Regions from separate parts of the Mus musculus genome. Here region 2 is linked to region 1. A link is a contact called in public ChIA-PET data. All regions are on one chromosome and are shown on one strand. Each heading gives the region's core, a stretch centred on a gene start, on an enhancer-like site or on the middle of the called end of the contact. The rest is flanking DNA. Distances are from core to core; before and after follow the strand shown.

The links. ChIA-PET counts read pairs in DNA pulled down with a chosen protein or histone mark.
Region 2: a contact with region 1 is called in an H3K27ac ChIA-PET map of liver, with 4 times the contacts expected there. The contact joins two enhancer-like sites. A contact is called at or near these places in 8 of 484 Hi-C or Micro-C datasets (the C10 cell line, the G1E-ER4 cell line, adipose-derived mesenchymal stem cells and 5 more) and 3 of 115 datasets of contacts at active chromatin or transcription factors (acute myeloid leukemia, hepatocytes and liver).

Annotation. Positions count from the first base shown.
Region 1 is chr2:52,475,020-52,478,773 of GRCm38.p6, forward strand. Cacnb4 (calcium channel, voltage-dependent, beta 4 subunit) reads right to left here. Exons shown (of 14, transcript NM_001037099.2): 3 at 2,673-2,792. Among named protein-coding and RNA genes, the nearest start is that of A430018G15Rik, 52 kb to the left of the region's middle. Within about 2 kb of position 1,987, at least 22 of the 459 cell types and tissues checked have an H3K27ac peak or open chromatin away from gene starts, as enhancers often do. A contact at or near this core is called in hepatocytes and liver, where this site is marked.
Region 2 is chr2:52,574,817-52,578,529 of GRCm38.p6, forward strand. All of the region lies in intron 2 of Cacnb4 (calcium channel, voltage-dependent, beta 4 subunit), which reads right to left. Among named protein-coding and RNA genes, the nearest start is that of Cacnb4, 100 kb to the right of the region's middle. Within about 2 kb of position 1,920, at least 10 of the 459 cell types and tissues checked have an H3K27ac peak or open chromatin away from gene starts, as enhancers often do. A contact at or near this core is called in hepatocytes and liver, where this site is marked.

The DNA.
Region 1 (3,754 bases), core at 737-3,236:
GGGAGAGAACGGGAGAGAGAAGCATTTTTCCTATAGAAACATGTCACAGGATGAATGATGGTTCCAGGCAACAAGGAAATCACTTTCCAGAGAGAGCTCTCCTCTGGGTTTTATAGTTGCAGGCCACATCCCGAGATCTGCAGAGATGACTCCGGGAGTGACTCATTGCTCTCGGCCCAGCCATTTTCTTTCTGCAGTACTTCCTAACATCCTCAATAAGGAGCCAGCCCCAAAAAGACAGGGGAGGGATGTACAGAGGTGGGGCAGTCAGCTCGGCTCTCTCTGCTCCTACAAGCTGTGGATTTACTTTAACCTGTCCCAGACACTGTCCCAACTGTGGGATACAGGACGTGTCTACTTGGGGGAGGGAAGTTCTAGAAGACAGCTCTGTTGTTGAAGTACTTGATGCTCAAGCACGAGGAACTGAATTCAGAGTCCCAGTATCTGTGACAAAAGCGGGCTGCAGAGCTGTGCATCTTTAATTCCAGTTCTGGGGAGGCAGAGACAGGAGGATTTCTGGCACTTGCTGACCCAAGCCAGTCTAGACAAAAGGTGAACTCCAGGTTCAGTAAGAGACCTGCCTCAAATATTAAGATGGAGGGTGATTAGGAAACACATTAACCTCTGACATCCACACACATGTGCATAATTATGCATATGTGTACTCATGGGAGCACTTGCGAGTGCGCGCGCACACACACACACACACACACACACATACACACAGAGGAGCAAGTCTACACATAGAAGAAAAACATGCTAGGAAATGTACCTTGGGTGTTATAAACTTGAGGGAGGGTGGGTAGGTGGAAGACAAGGATTTTTGAAAGAGCCTCAGTTCTGAAAACCTGAGATCTTTTGTAGATAACCATCTTGTCATGCCAGGGGAATGGAGGCCAACGTAGGTTAAACCCAACACACAGGCTCTTCACCTGTACCCTCTTCCTACCTTCTAACAGTTGGTTGTTTTAAATTTGCATATGAATTCCTGCTGGCAAAGTGCTCCTGAGCAGGTGCAGCCTGTTGGGGCTAAGCCAGCCACCAGCCGAGGCTATGGTCCTGCCACCCCCGTTTTAGGTGACCACGCAATAATGAAACAGATGGCAAGGGACATTTTCAAAACAAGAACAAGCAACAAGGTCTCCAAGCCTCTAGGTAGCTTTGCTATGGGTTTATTCATTTGCTCTGGGAATATCAACAGTTGAGGTAGGACACACAGTAGGACCTCTTTGTCCCCTCCCAGGCACTATGCTGATGCCCTCCTACCAGAGATCACAGACACAGTGTGTGGACGTCAACCCCACACTCAACCCCAATGATGCACCCATCCATATCCTTCTTCTCTTGCTTCAATCTCTAAAGCAGCTTATCAGAAACCAGAAAGGGAAGGAAATTAACGTTATCTGGGCTTGAGTCTAAAATTCTAAACTGGAGTTAGCTATGGAAGCAAGCAGACAGGCTAGCCATAAACCGTGTCTCATATGCTGTTGCTGGGCATAAAAATTAATTTGCCAAAAGGGCCTATCTATGCTTTGAAAAATAAGTTAGAAAGATATAGGAGGAATGGGAGAGCTCTAGTAGCAATTCTGGTCCTAAAATTCAACTGTGCAGCTGGTTTCCTGCTGCATCCTGTGTCTTCTGGAAGAAGAAGATCTGAAGCCTATATTGGCTAGTGATGGCTTCTGTCACTCTGTCTTGCTGCTCTTGTTTGAGTTGTTCAAAGGGCTTAACCAGGTCCGATGGTGCGCATCTGTAGCCCAGCTAGTAAGTCCACAAGTTCAAGACCAGAATGGACAGTGTAGTGGTCCCCTTCTCAAACAAACAGGCAGACAAAATAACTCCATGCTGAAGTTGAAGTGGGAGTCTGAAATCTAGAAACCACAGAACAGAAGCAGCAGTGAAGTGATCCGTAGCATGGTGGGGGTGGGTGTGTAACAGAGGCAAGCAAGGATGGGGAGGAGTCAAGAACAGAGGGCTCAGGCTCGCCGCTCAGAAGGTTCTCTGCCAATACGTTGTGAGGTCATTTGATATTGCCACACTGCTAGGTTGGGAAAGGACCAATAATTACCACGAAATCAAACAGAAAAAGGCAAAAGGTTCATAAGAAATAGGCTCCTGTAGATACCACTAACTTCTGTGAGGGGCACAAACAACAGAGAGCCTTGCAATCAGAAGCCTTAGCCGGATGGCTGGAAAATGAATACTCCAGAGAGACACATGACGTAAGCTAGAGTCGTTTGTAAAGAAGGAATGTCCATTACAAACATGCTACTACCAAATCAGCCTGTAGGCAGGCCCGGGGAACATTCTCCCGACCAGTGATTGATGTAGAAGTGCTCACCCCACCGTGAGCAGTCTAGCCCTTAGTCAGGTGGCCCTGAGTGGTATCAGAAAGAAGGCTAAGTATACCGTGGAGAGCTAGCCAAATAAGCAGAGTTTCTCCGTAGCTCCCACTTCAGTCCCTGCCTCTGGGTTCTTGTACTGCTTGAGTTCCTACTCTGGACTCTGTCACTGATGAGTGTGACCAGAGCTGTCTAATGAAGCCATTCCTCTCCAAGTTGCTTTTGGTCAGTGTTTTATCAGGAACACTAAGACAGATGTGAGGTAGAAATGCTGGGCACAGGCGCTGAGCAACGTGACAGCTCGCGTTAAAAGAAAAGGAAGAAAGTCACCTTCGCTCTCTCAAGCTGGATAGCTGCTTGCTGTTCTCGCTCTTGCCGGATCGCTTCCCGGTCCTCTTCCAAGGAGACATCGGAGTCCGATGGCCTGCTTGTATAGGAATCTGCTGACCCCTGGGGAGAGAAGGCAGAAGGCTTAAGTGAGGTAAAAGGTAGCCTCTTACACTGTCACCATCTTAACAGAAGAACCTTGGGCGAGTTCCATTCGTTGGCATAGAATTCGATGCGCACACTCTGCCTTACTGCAGATACAGTCAAGCTTCTGTGTTGTGTGGAAGGCCGCTATGTCATAAAGGACCATGTTTTAAATAGATTAGGACTAGGAAGCAAACTGCAGTAAGAAGGACCTGACATCTTGCTCTTACACTTGTTTGGTGCTGGCTAGGTATGAAGCTGATAATTGCTCATGAACTGAAGCTGCCTCCCATTCTCGCTTGCACATCCTAGGCACATAAGTGACAAGGGAAAGTTAGGCTGTTTATGAGGGCTAAATCCTACCTGCGTCTTGGTATCACCAGTTTGCCTAGATTGCAACAAAGCCAAGCAGCACGGCCCATTAGTAAAATGATGTTTTGGATTCAGTGTCAATACCACTTGTAGTCTTTCGTCATCAAAACGTCAGACATGTGGTAGCCTATTTGTAGGGTTAATGTTTACAGTGAAGAGAAAAAAAATACTTGATAATGAAAACAGGGATGTCCACAGCTGAAGTCCATGCCCAGAGGGTGCTCTGATCATCAGCACCACCGACTCTGACGGACACCCCCAAAGGACTGAGGAATGCCCAGTGCCACTCAGTGTCCATGCTAGGACAAGAGCAAGCTGAGGGATCCTCTTTAAAAGTTATCAACCTCACCCTACAAAACCAAACCAAGCCAAACCCAGAAAACCAAATGACAACAACCTGCACATGCGCACACACGCACACAACCCAAATCTTCAGGCTCACCTTTAGCTCCCAAAGGAACGGCAACCCATTGCCCTGAGCTGGCATTAGAAGCGGTGTTTGCATGGATGATGACATTTGCACAGCAGAGGTTCTGAGAGAACTGGTTATTTGTTTGCCATGTTTGATG
Region 2 (3,713 bases), core at 670-3,169, 100 kb after region 1:
TCTTCACAAGTCCAAAGACATGCGTGCACACATACACACAAATAAGCAAATACTGTCTTTTAAATGCGAAGTTCAAAACATGGTTGGGGATAAGATGCCCCGTTCTGGTGTGCCCAGCCCCATCTCTCGTTATGGTTCCCCATACAGCCTTCCAGGTCATCCCATGCTGGGGTTCCCAGTGCTTATACTTAAGTGCTCCCAGATGTCTAAGCACATTCCCTGAGCATCCTTCCTCAAACAAATGCTCTACCTTCTTCACACCCCCTCATGGGTCATGTGAAAATCAGTCTAGACAATTCTATCTGGAAGCCCTGCAGAAGGGAGCCATCTTGTGGCTCCACCCCACCACTTCAGTTAGGATTACCTGTCTGCTGTGGGCTTTCCCAGGCTCAGGCAGGAACCGGCACACCAGGAAGAGCTTCAACTCCAGGAAGGACGGGCACTGGACAGCACAATATTTGGTTATTTGACCACTACCACAGTACCTGCTGGACAGTCTCACTCAACATCTTTAATAGAGTTTTCCAAGGTCTGGGACTAAATTTCGCCATCGGTAAAGAACATTTGTATTGAACACATCTGATTCGTTTTATACTCTCTCTGGCTAACATTGTGGGCACATGTATCATGGATCCTAAGGAGATGCAATTTCATGTGAGCAAGCAAACAGAACAAGGAAGTAATCAGTCAGCTACATTACGAGGAGATAAAGAAAAACCAAGGAGCTGCTTCAAAACTGCTCAATAAGACAGCACGTAGGACCACCGAAACCTTGAGAATATCTGGATAAAATGTCCTTTTAAATGTTATCTTTTAACTGGGAATGCTGGTTTGTCTGTATGAAATGGCAATGCCTAGTAAGACTAACTTTGCAATGGCAAGCATAAGAAAGCAAATTATATTAAAACTGCTTAGCCTGTTTCTCTTTAAACCTGTCCTAACATCAGAAGGTCTCTGACGGGAGCCTCTTTGTGATAAGGCTCAGATTATCTCCAACACATGACTGTCATAAAAGCCCTTTGGGAAAGGCTGTGGCCTTCAAACTTGGGAGGTGAGCCACTCACCTCTTCTAACTAACGCACACTTTAGTTCCAGATTAGCCTTGATTCTGAGAACCGTGATTCCATTTTTGGAGGTCCAGTTTGGCTCTTATTAATCGATAACTAGAACCAGCAACCCTGGATTGACCGGAGTTCAGCCTGGTGAGTCGCTCTTCCCTGGAGCTTGTTTGCATGGCTCTACGGTGTTCTCGGGGCTATCTTCACATGCTGGCCCTAAACAACCAGAACAATCGCTTTCCATTCTTTATCTACCTGGAGACACACAGTTGAGCAGACAACCCTCCACTGCGTCCTCTTACACATGATTTTACACAAATGGTTCTGCACTGGGAATGGACTCTAGTTGTCAAACTCTGAAAACGTGCCAAGTAGCATGTCAATAACTACAGATGAGAAATTTAAAAATAAAGAGACCCTGCAGGCCAAAGCAGAGAGTCTGAGGGTCTTTCTCTACCATAATAATAAGCACCGGAATCCGCTCCTTCAGGCTTTCTGACTTCCAAATTTAATTTCTTTCTTTTTTTTTTTTTTTTTTTTTTTTACACTTGAAAAAGTTATCTTTCCAGGAAATTCAAAGAAGAGTTTGAAAGAAGTGTTAGTATTGGCTCCCTCATCTTCCTGGGATGGTAGCTGTCAATCTGCCTTCCCTGAGAGCGAAACCTCAGGTCTTCCAGAAAGATCACAAGATATGAGAGTGAGGGAGACAAGAGATGGGATCAGAGAAAGAAGGAAGGCCAACCAAGGGTATATCGCTGCTTACAAAAGCTTGCAAGTGGGCTTGGTGCCATGAGACACACCAAGTAACAAAACCTGCCCTCAAAGGACAGCGGGCTGATGCACTTAACTGTCAACACTCCTGCCCTATTGGCAGAGAGGAAGTGACCAGTCCTATCTGAGGACAGGCTTGGCTCAAGCAAGCTCTTCTGACATCAAGGGAGAAAACCTTTGAGTTCCAAGAAGTAAAAGAAGCAGGCTGCACATGGAGGAACTGTCTATCTCAGCTGAGCTGAAGTTGAAGGTGAGCCAGGAGAGGATGCATGAAGCCCCAAGAGCCAGCTTGACCTCAGGCTAAGACTCTCTTGACTTATTTGTGTATGGTATATGCATGTGCAAGCATGTGGCCATCAGGATGTCTCCCTCTATTACATTCTACCTTATTTTTTTCTGAAATGAGGTCTCTCACTGAACCAGAAACTCAATCTCTCAGCAAGTCTGGCTGGACAGGGAACCCCTGTAGCCTGCCTATCTCTGCCCTTACCCAGTAACGTGATTATAAGTGGGTACTACGGTGCCTGGCTATGTGTGAGCCAAAAAATCCAAATTCACATTTTCATGTTTAGCCAGCAAGCCGTTTCTTCACTGAGCCATTTCCTCAGCCCTGGAATAAGACTGTACATGCTGATAGGGGGAGGAGGGCAAGTATCTTGAGACAAAGTCCCATGTAGCCCAGGCTGTCCTGAGAATGACCCAGAACTCCAGTTCGTTGAGCCACAGGTTAGTAGGATTACATGCACGGGCCATCACCATGTTAGATTCGTTATTTTTTAAAAAGTGCTTTTCTCTTCCATTTCCCCCATTCCCCCCCCGCCCTGGGGGGGTATGAAACAATAAACGCACATTCGCTCCTTGCTTTATTAGTTTTTCTTTCAAGGATGAAGAATGCAACATTAAAGCAATTATAGACTTGAGGGACTTAGTAAAATGATGTCACGAAAACAAATACAACAGACACTGGCCAGAACTCTTGCCAGGGTGAGTTCCTCCGACGAGGTCCCCGGAAGGCCCTGACTTCTCAGTACAAAGTTCCTGGTCTCTCCAGAAATAACATAGCTGCTTCCCAGACCATAATAACATGATTCTCGGGTTATTCAAATGCAAGCCAGCTCCCAAGGAAGCCATATGCTGCCCACAGGTCAAGTTAGAAATGCAATGCTTCCTATCATTTCTTACGTTACTCAAGGGGACTCATTCTGTTGTCCTAGGAGACACTGACACCCTCAAGCACTTAGCCAGTGTGAACTGAACATGGAACACCCTTTGAGTGACTTTCACTTCTCCAAAGACTAGGTCAAGCTGTGTCACTAAAGAGGCCTTGAAAAGATTCTACAGCCTAGATGGTTTTCTAAGCCATGCACACAGCAAAACCTCAGTTCTATGAACTGTCAAAATGACACCTTCGTCAGCTTCCAAATTCAGTCATCACCACCTGGCGCCCACTGGCAGGGCTGTGTGAGTGGATCTCACAAGGTTCTCAACTCTGGTACACTCTTCCGGAAGTGTGAGAAGTCAGGACAAGGATGCCTCTCGAATAAGGTCAGGCTCTGAAACATAGTTTTGGTACATACCTATATCCAGAAGCACTCTTAGAGACAAAATAATTTGTGGATCCTATTTAGGTTTGACTCAGAAAACCCATGTGTGTGCTTGGAGACAATAATTGGAGCTTTGGGTCCAGGAGAGATGGCGCAGGAGAGGGAAATTTAGTCAAATCAGAGTTTGTAGGAAGAAGGGGGCACGGTACAAATGGACCAACATTTAGGTGAAAAGTACGCAGGCCAAGAAGACAGATTACGAGAGATACTAAAGAGTGAGTTATACACAAAGGGACATTCTCCCTCTCTCTCTCTCTCTCCCTCTCTCTCTCTCTCTCTC